Linked DNA regions of Mus musculus: region 1 is linked to region 2. A link is a contact called in public HiChIP or PLAC-seq data. All regions are on one chromosome and are shown on one strand. Each heading gives the region's core, a stretch centred on a gene start, on an enhancer-like site or on the middle of the called end of the contact. The rest is flanking DNA. Distances are from core to core; before and after follow the strand shown. Region 1 holds the start of Slc50a1 (solute carrier family 50 (sugar transporter), member 1). Region 2 overlaps Dcst2 (DC-STAMP domain containing 2).

What was found. HiChIP or PLAC-seq counts read pairs in DNA pulled down with a chosen protein or histone mark.
Region 1: a contact with region 2 is called in an HNF4G HiChIP or PLAC-seq map of pancreatic cancer cells. The contact joins the promoter of Slc50a1 here to the enhancer-like site in region 2. A contact is called at or near these places in 3 of 39 promoter capture datasets (embryonic stem cells, liver and macrophages), 5 of 115 datasets of contacts at active chromatin or transcription factors (embryonic stem cells, microglia and pancreatic cancer cells) and 3 of 9 other capture datasets (adipose tissue, liver and pancreatic islet).

What each region holds. Positions count from the first base shown.
Region 1 is chr3:89,269,102-89,274,354 of GRCm38.p6, forward strand. Slc50a1 (solute carrier family 50 (sugar transporter), member 1) reads right to left here and starts at 1,469. Exons shown (of 6, transcript NM_009057.3): 1 at 1,285-1,469; 2 at 961-1,038; 3 at 726-849; 4 at 1-110. The coding sequence starts at 1,364. Efna1 (ephrin A1) reads right to left here. Exons shown (of 5, transcript NM_010107.4): 3 at 3,856-3,921; 4 at 3,671-3,721; 5 at 2,629-3,503. The coding sequence ends at 3,391.
Region 2 is chr3:89,376,089-89,381,123 of GRCm38.p6, forward strand. Dcst2 (DC-STAMP domain containing 2) reads left to right here. Exons shown (of 15, transcript NM_001370853.1): 15 at 1,342-1,555. The coding sequence ends at 1,363. It overlaps Zbtb7b (zinc finger and BTB domain containing 7B), which reads right to left. Exons shown (of 3, transcript NM_009565.5): 2 at 4,256-5,035; 3 at 1,556-3,906. The coding sequence ends at 3,438. Among named protein-coding and RNA genes, the nearest start is that of Gm15417, 13 kb to the right of the region's middle. Within about 2 kb of position 2,488, at least 281 of the 459 cell types and tissues checked have an H3K27ac peak or open chromatin away from gene starts, as enhancers often do. A contact at or near this core is called in adipose tissue, embryonic stem cells, liver and 2 more, where this site is marked.

The sequences.
Region 1 (5,253 bases), core at 219-2,718, 110 kb before region 2:
AGGCCTAGCTGCTGAAGCCGGGCCTCAAGGTCCGGCACCAGAAGCCAAAAGTAGCCATAACCCAGGAGAAGGACAGCCAGCAGGGTTGCCGTCTGCAGGAGCACACCATGCTGCAGGGGAGAGGCGTCTTACATGCATCTGTACCCAGAACACTCATCTCTCTGCTGGAATTGCCTCCTCCTGTCTTCTGCCATGCTCTAATGGGGAAATCAACTTTTATCCCGGCCTTCACGTCAGCCTCTCACCACTCAGTTATTTGAGAGAAATCTCAGCCACACAACACTGGAGATCCCCAGGGAAGGGGAGAGCCATTTTTAGATCCCTCCCCTTTTCATGTGAGCTTCACATACATGTACAATAAGAGACCAATAAATGTTAGTGTGACTGAGTGGGGAAGCAGAGCGAATGGCCATTCTTAGCCATTGGCCCTGGTCCTAACCCTAAAGGAACTATCAGACAGTATAGCCCTCTTCCCCCAGCCTGTTGGGGGAGCACAGGATATCTTGACACCACGGGGTTGGGTAAGCCACCAGCATTTCGAACAAGGGGAGGGTGGGTGGCTCTGTGTGCATTTTAAAGGGTTGACTTCATGGGCAGGAGAACCAGAAGGGCCTTCTAGGAAAGGGAATTAATGCCATCCCACTAATCTTCCAGGAAATAGAACTATATGCTCTGCCAACATGGCCAGGTGTGGGGTGGAGGTGAGTGCAAGGGAGGGCCTCTACCTTCTGAGGACTGTAGTGCAGATATGCCAGGATATAAAGAGTCTGAAGCACGGCCCCCACGCTATTGACGATGATAAGGGTCCCATCTCCCTTCAAGACTCCGTAACTCAGCCAGCTCAGGTTGCTGTGAGGGAAGGAGGATTAAGGTCCAAGGGGCTGCTGGGGTTGCAGCAGGTCTCCAGGGATCTCTTGCACCTCCCTCAGCCTTTCCCATCACAGCCAACAACACTCTCACTTGACATCCGTGGTGAGAAAAGGCAGGAACTGGATGTTGTCCACGCTCCGTGTCCTCTGCATATGCCTGAGGTCCGAGCTGGAAGGGATCCAAAGGAAATTGTTAGGAGTGGGTAAAAGATTTCTCGGTGTTTACCAATCATCCTGAACGACAAGCAGATCTCCCCCCTCAGGCCAAGAGGCAGCCTCGCCTTGGACCTCAAATCATCCAATCCTATTCCACTATTATTCTGGGTTCCAAAAGCAGCAAGATATTGCAGCCACGTCTCTTGCCCGCTTTCATTTCTTGACTTCCTGCCCCAGCCCAGTCCATCCACACTCTCACAGGCCAGTGGAGAACATGCCCAGGGTGAAGAGCACGCAGGCACTAGAAAGGAAAGAGTCTGCCACGCCGCCCGCCTCCATCCCACCGGAGCCGGTTCCCTAGCCCAGCGCGGAGTTCCAGTAGCTCAGACCCGGAGCTGCGGAAGGCGAAGCTCCGCCCTTCCCCGTGGAACCGCGCCGGAACCCGCCCTCGCCCGAACTTCACCGGAACTGGGGACCCAGCCAAACCAGCGCCGCGTGCTGGCCGGGTGGTTTGCTGTAATGTGCGGGCCTGGGTCCTGATCGTGCTGTTCAGATTGCGTTTAGTGGTTTTAGTAGTGCCCCTGCATTTGTCCCCGATCCGACCCCTCCTCACACTGCGCACCCCTTGCATCATCGAGACCACTAGCCTCAACTTCTGGGTTCTTGTATGCTTTTGTGTGCTGGACCACAAACCTCAAATTTAGTCTCACAGGTCTTCAACGCGCCCCCAATTCATATCAGAACCTTGGTTACCCAGCTTTGGGAGGGTTTTCCTGGAGGTTATTGAAACCTCTTTCCAGTCTGTCCCCCAAAAGCAGGAATTGCCATCCTCTTTCAGATGTCCTCTCTTACACGACCTGCCCTATCCAAGGACAAGCCTACCCCTGGCCCCCTGTTCCAACATACTTGCTGCTGGGAACTTTCCCTCCCAGCCTCCCAGGCGGCTCTGCTGGTGGGGCAGCGCACATGCTTCAGCTGGCATCCAGCTCCCTGACTCACCCAGACAGCATGAGTACCTGCATGGTGTGCCAAAGCCCAGCGCTCGAGGCTGGTGAAGTTGGACAGGAAGAACAAAGAGTGGGTGCGGAGAGGAATCTATAGCCCACTCTTGCAGGGAGTTGTGCAGAACCCTCAGGAGTAAACTCCTTTAGCCTGGTAAGACTGATCCTAGCCATTTATTTATTTTGTCTTTTATTTACTTTTTTTGTTTTGTTTTGGTGAGACAAAGTCTCACACTGTAGCCCAGGCTGGCATTGGAATTTTGGCAACATTGCTTCAACCTTCTGAGTGCTGGGGTCACAGGCAGGAGCCACCATGCCTGGCTACTTATGTTTTGTGCTCCTGAGGACTGAACTCAGGGCTGACACACGTTAGGTAACCCTCTACTTCTTGGGGTACATTTCCAGCCTTTTATTTTTGAGTTTGAGGCAAGGTCTGAGTTACTCATGCAGTCTCAAGTTTTTAACCTTCCCACCTCAGCCGCAAAAGGAGCTCTGCATTATACCTGCCCCCCCCCACACCCCCCCCCCATTGCTTCTGTTTAGCACAGAGCCTAACACACAATGGGGACACTGGTCACAAATCAACATGGTGGGGCAGAAAAGCATGTCCATAAAAAACCATCAATTTATTATGAATCCAAAAACACTGTATAAAAAAACCCTGCAGTCATAGAAATGAACAGATACAGCACATTTATATACAGACACTGTACATGTGGGCCCTGCCCGTTAAGCTAAACTCCACAGACTGTACACACGGGCACTGCCCTTACAGCTACACTCTAAAACCAGGCTGCTTCAGTCCTCCTGTTGGCACAGCTCCAGGGAATGTTGCCCCAGGGATGGGGAGGATGCAGTCAGGGCCGGGCTACAAACCTCTCTGGCAGCCCAGCAGGTGGAAATCTTGCAGAGATGCTGGGTCAGCCCAAGCTGCCTCTTCTGTACCTGGCTCCCCCGCAGGAAGCTGTCTCAAGCTTTTCCTTCGGTCAGTTCATCTGCACATTATGGCTTCCTTGGGGAAGGACGTCTTTACCAAGTTCAGTGTCCAACCGCATGACCTCAGGCTCTTTTTAGCCCTTCTCCCACTGAGGCCTCTTAATGGGCCAGGTCCGCACAGCTTGTTTCTTTGGCTTAAAGGCAGAAACTGCAGGTTAAGGACCTTCTCCACTTCTTTCTCCATCCCTCTGAAGTGGAGGCAGGGATGGCACAGTTGGGCTGGTTAAACTCTTTTCGGTTAAAACCCTTAATACTGAACCTTTTGAGGCTTCATGGTGGCGTCTTGTGGGTGTAGTGGGAGAGGTTCCCAGGGCTGGGGCTGCCCCTTAGTCCCATTCCAATCCATAAGCCAGGGCAAGCGTACACCCTCACTGAGATTGCAGCAGCAGCAGTGGTAGGAGCAATACTGCCCAGACCAGTGGGAAGAGGCGGGGGGCGGCACTGTAACCAATGCTGTGCAAAACCTGTACTTCCGGGTCATCTGCAAGGTGAGAAGGCAAAGACAGACATGGTAAGTGTTTGCATCGGCTTCCAGCCACACAGGATTTAGCCAGCCCGTATGTGGCTAGGGAGCCACCTTACTCCTCAGTCTCTTTAAGCAAACCCCTTCCTGTGACCCAGACCAAACTGTCTCAGGCTACTACCTACCTGCTTGGAGTCTCTTCTCCTGTGGGTTGACATGGGCCTGGGGATTATGAGCTGAAAAATAAGAATGGAAGTAGATCAGGCTTTTTGCACCAGGAGACAGAGAGGCAACTTCCATCCCCATCCCAGACCACTAGACCACGCCCAGCACAGATGGAAGGAAGTGGTCCACAGGGCCTGACACTCACTGATTTTGCCATTGACAGTCACCTTCAGCTTCAAGCACTGGGATTCCTGATGGTAGATAGGTTTGGCTGTAAAATAAATCCATAGGATGGTAAGGAAAGAGCCTTTGCTAAGATAGGAGCTCAAAATTGTCTGACTCGATGCCCTGTTTTTTGGGTTTTTGTTGTTGTTGTTGTTGTGTTTTGTTTGTTTGTTTTTCTGAGACAGGGTTTCTCTGTGTAGCCCTGGCTGTCCTGGAACTCACTCTGTAGACCAGGCTGGCCTCAGACTCAGAAATCTGCCTGCCTTTGCCTCCCAAGTGCTGGGATTAAAGGCGTGTGCCGCCACCACCACCCGGCTGCCCTGCTTAATTTTTATTTATTTATTTGAGGCAGGGTCTCTTTACAGAGCCTGCTCTGGGACAGACTATGTAGACCAAGCTGGTCTCAGACTCACAGAATTCCACATGCTTCTGCCTCCCAAGTGCTGGAATTAAAGGTGTGCACCATCACACCCCACTAAGGCTAAGTCTCTTGTCTCTGCCTTCCATCTCCCTATCAGAGTGCTGCGATTACAGATGTGCACAACAGCATCTGGCTTTTTATGTGGGCTCTGGACAAGATTTAGGTTGTCAGGATTGTGCAGTAACTGCTTTTTTAAAAAAACTTAATTAAATTTTGGGATGACAGGATCTCATAAAGCTCAAGCTGGCCTTGAACATGCTATGTACAGTTGAGGATGCTCTTGAATTCCTGATCTCCTGCCTCTACCTTCTGAGTGCTGGAATTATAGGCAAGCATCACCTCCCTCCCTCTCTCCCTCCCTCCCTCCTTCTCTGTATAAAATATTTATTCAGTGTGTGTGTGTTCCATGTTTAGAGGTCAGAGAACAATTTGGGAAAGCAAATTCTCTCCTTCAGTCACATGGGAGCTGGGGATCAAATCCAAGTTGTCAGGTTGGCAGCAAGCGCCTTTTTATTTGCTGAGCTATCTCACTGGCGCGCTCTCTCTCTCTGGTTTTTATTTATTTATTTATTTATTTATTTATTTATTTATTTATTTATTTAATATATATGAGTACACTGTTGCTGTCTTCAGACACACCAGAAGAGGGCATCAGATCCCATTACAGATGGGTGAGCCACCATTTGGTTGCTGGGAATTGAACTCAGGAATTCTGGAAGAGCAGTCAGTGCTCTTAACCGCTGAGCCATCTCTCCAGTGCCCCCCTCCCTTTTGTGACAAGGTCTCTAATATGGTAGCCCAGGTTAGCTTTAAACTAACCTTCCCAACTCTCCTTGCTTTGGCCTCCCCAGGGCTAAGGCTGTAGGTGTGTCCCACCAGACCTGTCCCTGCTCACTTCAATTCCTTTCTCCTGTCTGCATTTGATTTTAAAATTTAATCTTTAAAATGTTTTTAGGG
Region 2 (5,035 bases), core at 1,238-3,737:
TGCTTTTGGCTCCCTATTCTTTTTGTTTTGTTTTGTTTGTTTTTTGAGACAGGGTTTCTCTGTATAGCCCTGGCTGTCCTGGAACTCACTCTGTAGACCAGGCTGGCCTCGAACTCAGAAATCCTTCTGCCTCTGCCTCCCAAGTGCTGGGATTAAAGGTGTGTGCCACCACCGCACAGCCTCCCTATTCATACTATGTGGTCCATGCTGGCCTTGAACTTGTAACCCTTCTACCTCAGTCTCCATAGAATGAAAGTTATGATGTGCTACCATGCTTGGCTCTAAAAAAAGGAAGCCTGATGATAAAGAATTGGCTTCACATACAAGGTACACGGCACCAACAGGTGTTTCTGCATCCCAGTACATTTAGGAGATGGAAAAGAGCATTGAAGTCTATGAATGCAGTGTAGTAGCAGAGTGCTTGTGAGAGCACAAGCTCAACCTCCAGCCCTGGACTAAGGTACCAGAGGAAGAGCTGGGCCAGGCAATGGTGCATGAGGTAGCCAGAGGGGCTGCTCTGAGACTGAAGAGTGGAGACCCTTCTAAACAGACTGCAGACTGCTCCAGCCTCAATTTCTCTAGGGAGTAGGAGGCAAGGACACCTGCTGAGACCCGAGAGGTGTCTGGGAGTGACATAGTTTTCAGAGTGGGTGGTAGAGAATGAAATGTCTGCTGTGAGGAAGAGTGCAAAGAAACTGGCCCTGGGAGGCTGAGGGACTTCCAGGTAGAGTTAAGGGGCAGGTGATAGTGAAGCCTTTGTTCTTAGTCAGAGGAGGTTTTTTTTTTTTTTTTTGCCTTTGGTGACAGGGCCTCAATATTGTAGGCCAGGTTGGTTTGAAATGTATAGTGACTGTCCTCTCTCAGCTTTTGGAAGGCTGATCCCATTGTTTTCCTCTTGTAAATATGGTAGCCACGAGTTTGAGAGTTGAAGTCTTTTTCTGGGTCGGTAGGAGAGAAGAACGGATGAGTAATTTCGGGAACAGAGACAATCGCCTTTGAGCAGTCGGGGCAATTTGCTGATACCCTGGCTGGGTTGGAGAGAGGTATTCCAGTTGCCAGGTCCTCAGAGCACTAGGTGGTAGTGCACGCCTTTAATCCCAGCACTTGGGAGGCAGAGGCAGGCGGATCTGTGAGTTTGAGACCAGTCTGGTCTACAGGGACAGGGCTACACAGAGAAACCCCGTCTCAACAAAACAGAGACAGAGTTATAAAAACAAAGAAGAGAGGAAAGGAAGAACTGGGATGGATGCCAGAAGGGCGGCAGTTAGGGCCCGAGCTGGGACGGTGGCAGAGGTTACCCACCAGTGACTTTGAGTTTACTGGTCCTTCCTCTCCTCCCAGGAACCAGGACAGAAAGCAGTGACTTCAGAGGAAGCGTCCACAGCATCTCCCAGAAGCTCATCTGGCTTTGTGGGCCTCCCCTTTCTCCCAGAACCCCAGGCACCACTTCGGAAATCCCTGTCCCCAAACAAGACCCCTCCCCAGCCTCAGACCCTCCCGACCCCTCCCACTGCCGCCCCCCTCCCCCAATAAAGGAACCAAAAGTGGACACAAATATGAATCTTAAATTATTATTATTTCTTCCTGTCACTTACACCCGAGGCAGGGGCAGGGGTAGATGAAGGGAATGGGGGAGGGGAATGCGTTCCCCCACTAAGGCACTGAGTGGGGAAGCCACAAGGAGAGAGAGTGGAGGCCACTGTCTCCACTCTCTGGGACTAAGCCCCAGGTTTCTCCAGCCCTGGGCTCCCCTATCACCTGAAATGCTAAGATGAGGCCCAGGGTACCTGACCTCCCTCCTAATATATTACATCATCACTTTTTAAATAGATACAGGGACTGGTCCCGCCACCCCTCCCTGTGTGGCCCTTCCCCACTGTTGGGGGTACCTGGGCAGCTGTGCAAATGGGCATGGAGGTGCATGGGGAGAGGAGAGCACCGGGCCCCTGAACCTGCCCCTTTCCAGGAGGGGGAAGGGCCACTAGGCCAAAGGGGTAAATAGTGCAAGGCAGAGCCCAGGCCGCAATGGGGGTCCAGCACCCAGCGAGGAAGGGGTGGGGTGAAGACTCTTCCCCACCCCAGGAAAACTGATAGTTAAAAATGTGAAATTGGATTTCAACAAGACCATCAGAAGAGGCTATGTACAGAACGGGGGTGGACTCAGTCCTAAGAGTGCCAGGCAAGGTCTGAGGAAAGGTTCCCTTACCTCTGGGTCTGCTCCGCAGCTCACTTTTCCCAGGGGCAAGTGAGTTGCCTTGCCTAGCCACCATGTTGGCAAGGGGGCACCCGTTCACAGGCCTAGATGGCTGGGTGTGACCCTAGCTCATGAAAAGTGGTCGCTGGGGGGTGGGGTTGGGGGGTAGCGCTCGCCCTTACAGGGCATGGCCACCAGATGGCGCTAGCTTGTCCGCTCCCTACAAGGCTACCTCAACCCCTCACCCCATCCCACACCCAGCGCCCGCCAGCCCGGGGGCGGCGTGAGTCAGGGGCAGCAAGCAGCAGAGGCGGCTCCCGCTTGCACCTGGGCGGGGAGGTAGGGAGGAGAAGAGGGTAAGACGCCCGGCCCGCCCTGCCCTCTGGCCCCAGGGAGGGAGCGCCAGGAACAAGACATTCCCTGCCCCGGGACGCGGGAGGGAAGAGGTGGAGAGCTCCCTTAGCTGGGCGGAGACCTTCTGCTACCCCCAGGGGCGGGCGAGCCAATCAGGCCACCCTGCCCTCCTCTTCTCCAGGACCCCATGACTCAGCGTTGGAACTGGGTGGAGGGGGACTGGGATGGCTCCGTCCTTACAGGCCCAGTCCCCACCGCCGCCACCCCAGTCTTTCAAGCCTCTACCTTGTTTCCCCCCTCTTACCCTTCCTTTGCCACCCCCCTTTGCATAATTTACGGCCAGGAAAAAGGAACAGAAACCAGGAAGGAGGGGTCTCGGAAGGGAGGGGCAGTCCACCCCTTCACAGCCAAAACCCAGGGGGCATGGGAGTAGAGCAAGGATTTGGTCCTAAGCCCCAGCCTCCTAGAAACCCGCATAGCCGAAGTGGGACCCCACAAATCAGAGATAGATTATTGCTTCAATTCCCCAGTAGTGGCTGGGGACAGGGACCCACCTTTATTGTGTGTGTATATATATGTGTGTGTGTGCAGAGAGTGTGTGTAACACACACACGCGCGTGCACACACACACACATATATATATACACACACAGACAGACAAACAGACATATATTTCATGTTTAACTCCTTGGGTGATCACCCCAATCTAGAGAGCTTGTGCCCCAAAACCTCAGCTTGTAATTGGAATGAAGGCTCTGGGGGGAAGAGGCGTTCGATTCTGATACCAACAAGGTTCAGCACCCCCGACCCCGATACCACTTGTTTTATGTGCTCCCCGTTGCTTGGCGTGGTGTCCCAGGCTGTTCCAGCCTGCCCATTCATCCCTCTTTTAAGAGGACTCCATGGCACCTTCGGCCTGTGGTGTGGTGGGTGTCCCTTCCTCTTCCTCCTCCTCAGGGGGCCCTTGTGTAGTGACTGGGGGTCCCGTGGTGGCCGACTGCTCCCAGAATCGAGCCAGAGAGAGGTGGAAGGTGTCCAGGTGGCCATTGGAAAGGTCGAGGCCAGCAGGGGATGAGGTGGTGGTCGAGGGCGGTGGGTAGTGAGGGGCTGCCACGTCATCCTTGCGGCGCCTTCGGGTGCGCACCTCCAGGCAGTTCTGACCCTTGAGATGGCGCTGCAGGTGGTCCTCCTTGGCGAAGGCCTTGTGGCACAGGTGGCACTCATAGGGCCGGTCCCCGGTGTGCAGGTGCATGTGGTTCTTGAGGTCGTAGCTATGCAGGAAGCGGGCTGGGCAGTGGGGGCACGAGTAGGGGCGTTCTCCTGTGTGCTTCCGCATGTGGATCTTCAGCTTGTCATTCCTAGTACGAGCAGGGGAAAGGGCAGACACTCAGGATTCAGGATAGGATCCCCAGGGCATTTTAGCCACGCCCCCGGGCCTTGACCCACCCTTGTTCCTCACTGCGGTTTCCCCATTGCTGCCCCAGGAGACCCTTTTTGATTAGCCCTTAGCTCAATGGGCCCTGGCACTATGAGCTCCTCTGCTTCCAGTTCAATCTTCTTGGGAACTAGCCCACTCCCGAGCATGCCCTTGTTTGCCTCTTTTGGCCTCCCACCTCATTCTAGGAACCCACCAGAGAGCTGGCCCCCACACCAATCATTGTACAGCCACCCTCAGCCCATTCTGGGCTGTCCCCACCTGGTGCTCACCTGGTGAAGCGGACGCCGCAGACCTCACAGGCAAAGGGCTTCTCACCAGTGTGGGTCCTCATGTGCCGAGGCAGTTTGCCTGCCCCGTGGATTATCTTGTGACAGACTGGGCACTCTTGGGGCATCTGTGAACGGCGTTTACGCACCAGCTTGTCTTGGCCATCCAGGCCTGGTGTCAGGGCGTCCTGGTGCAGCGAACTTAGGTAAGCCATCAGGTCGGGGTCGATGGGATCTTCATCTGAGCCCAGCTCCTCTGGTGATAGCGAGGGCTCATTACTCTGGGCTAGCCCGTAGCCTGGGGGGTATGCCATCTCCTCCTCTTCTTCCTCACCTTCAAAGACTTCATAGTTCAGGGGCCCCTCGGCAGGTGAGGCGGCACCTGTAGGAGGACTATAGCTATCTCCGAGCCCACTGCCCCCACTGTTACCCAATCTACCAACCATCTCTTCTTCTTCGTAGGTCAAGGGATGGGTGAGTACTGTGGGTGCCTCAGGGACCAGATGGTTTGCTCGGGCCCCTTTGGTTTGAAGAAAAGCTTTCCGGGGTTTGCGGCTGCGACGGGCAACAGGTCGAGGTGGCGGTGGCGGCGGCGGTAGGAGGGGCACCTGTGGAGGGCTGTCTTCACCGTTGGGCATTCCTGAGGTTGAGGCTGTGGTGGTGGCAGTGGCAAAAGCCTCCAGGTACTGTCGGGCTCGCTCACAGTCATCCTCATCGGGGCTGGGGGCTTCCAGCCCACTGCCTTGTAGAATCTCCATGCAAGCAGCGATGACACACGGGATT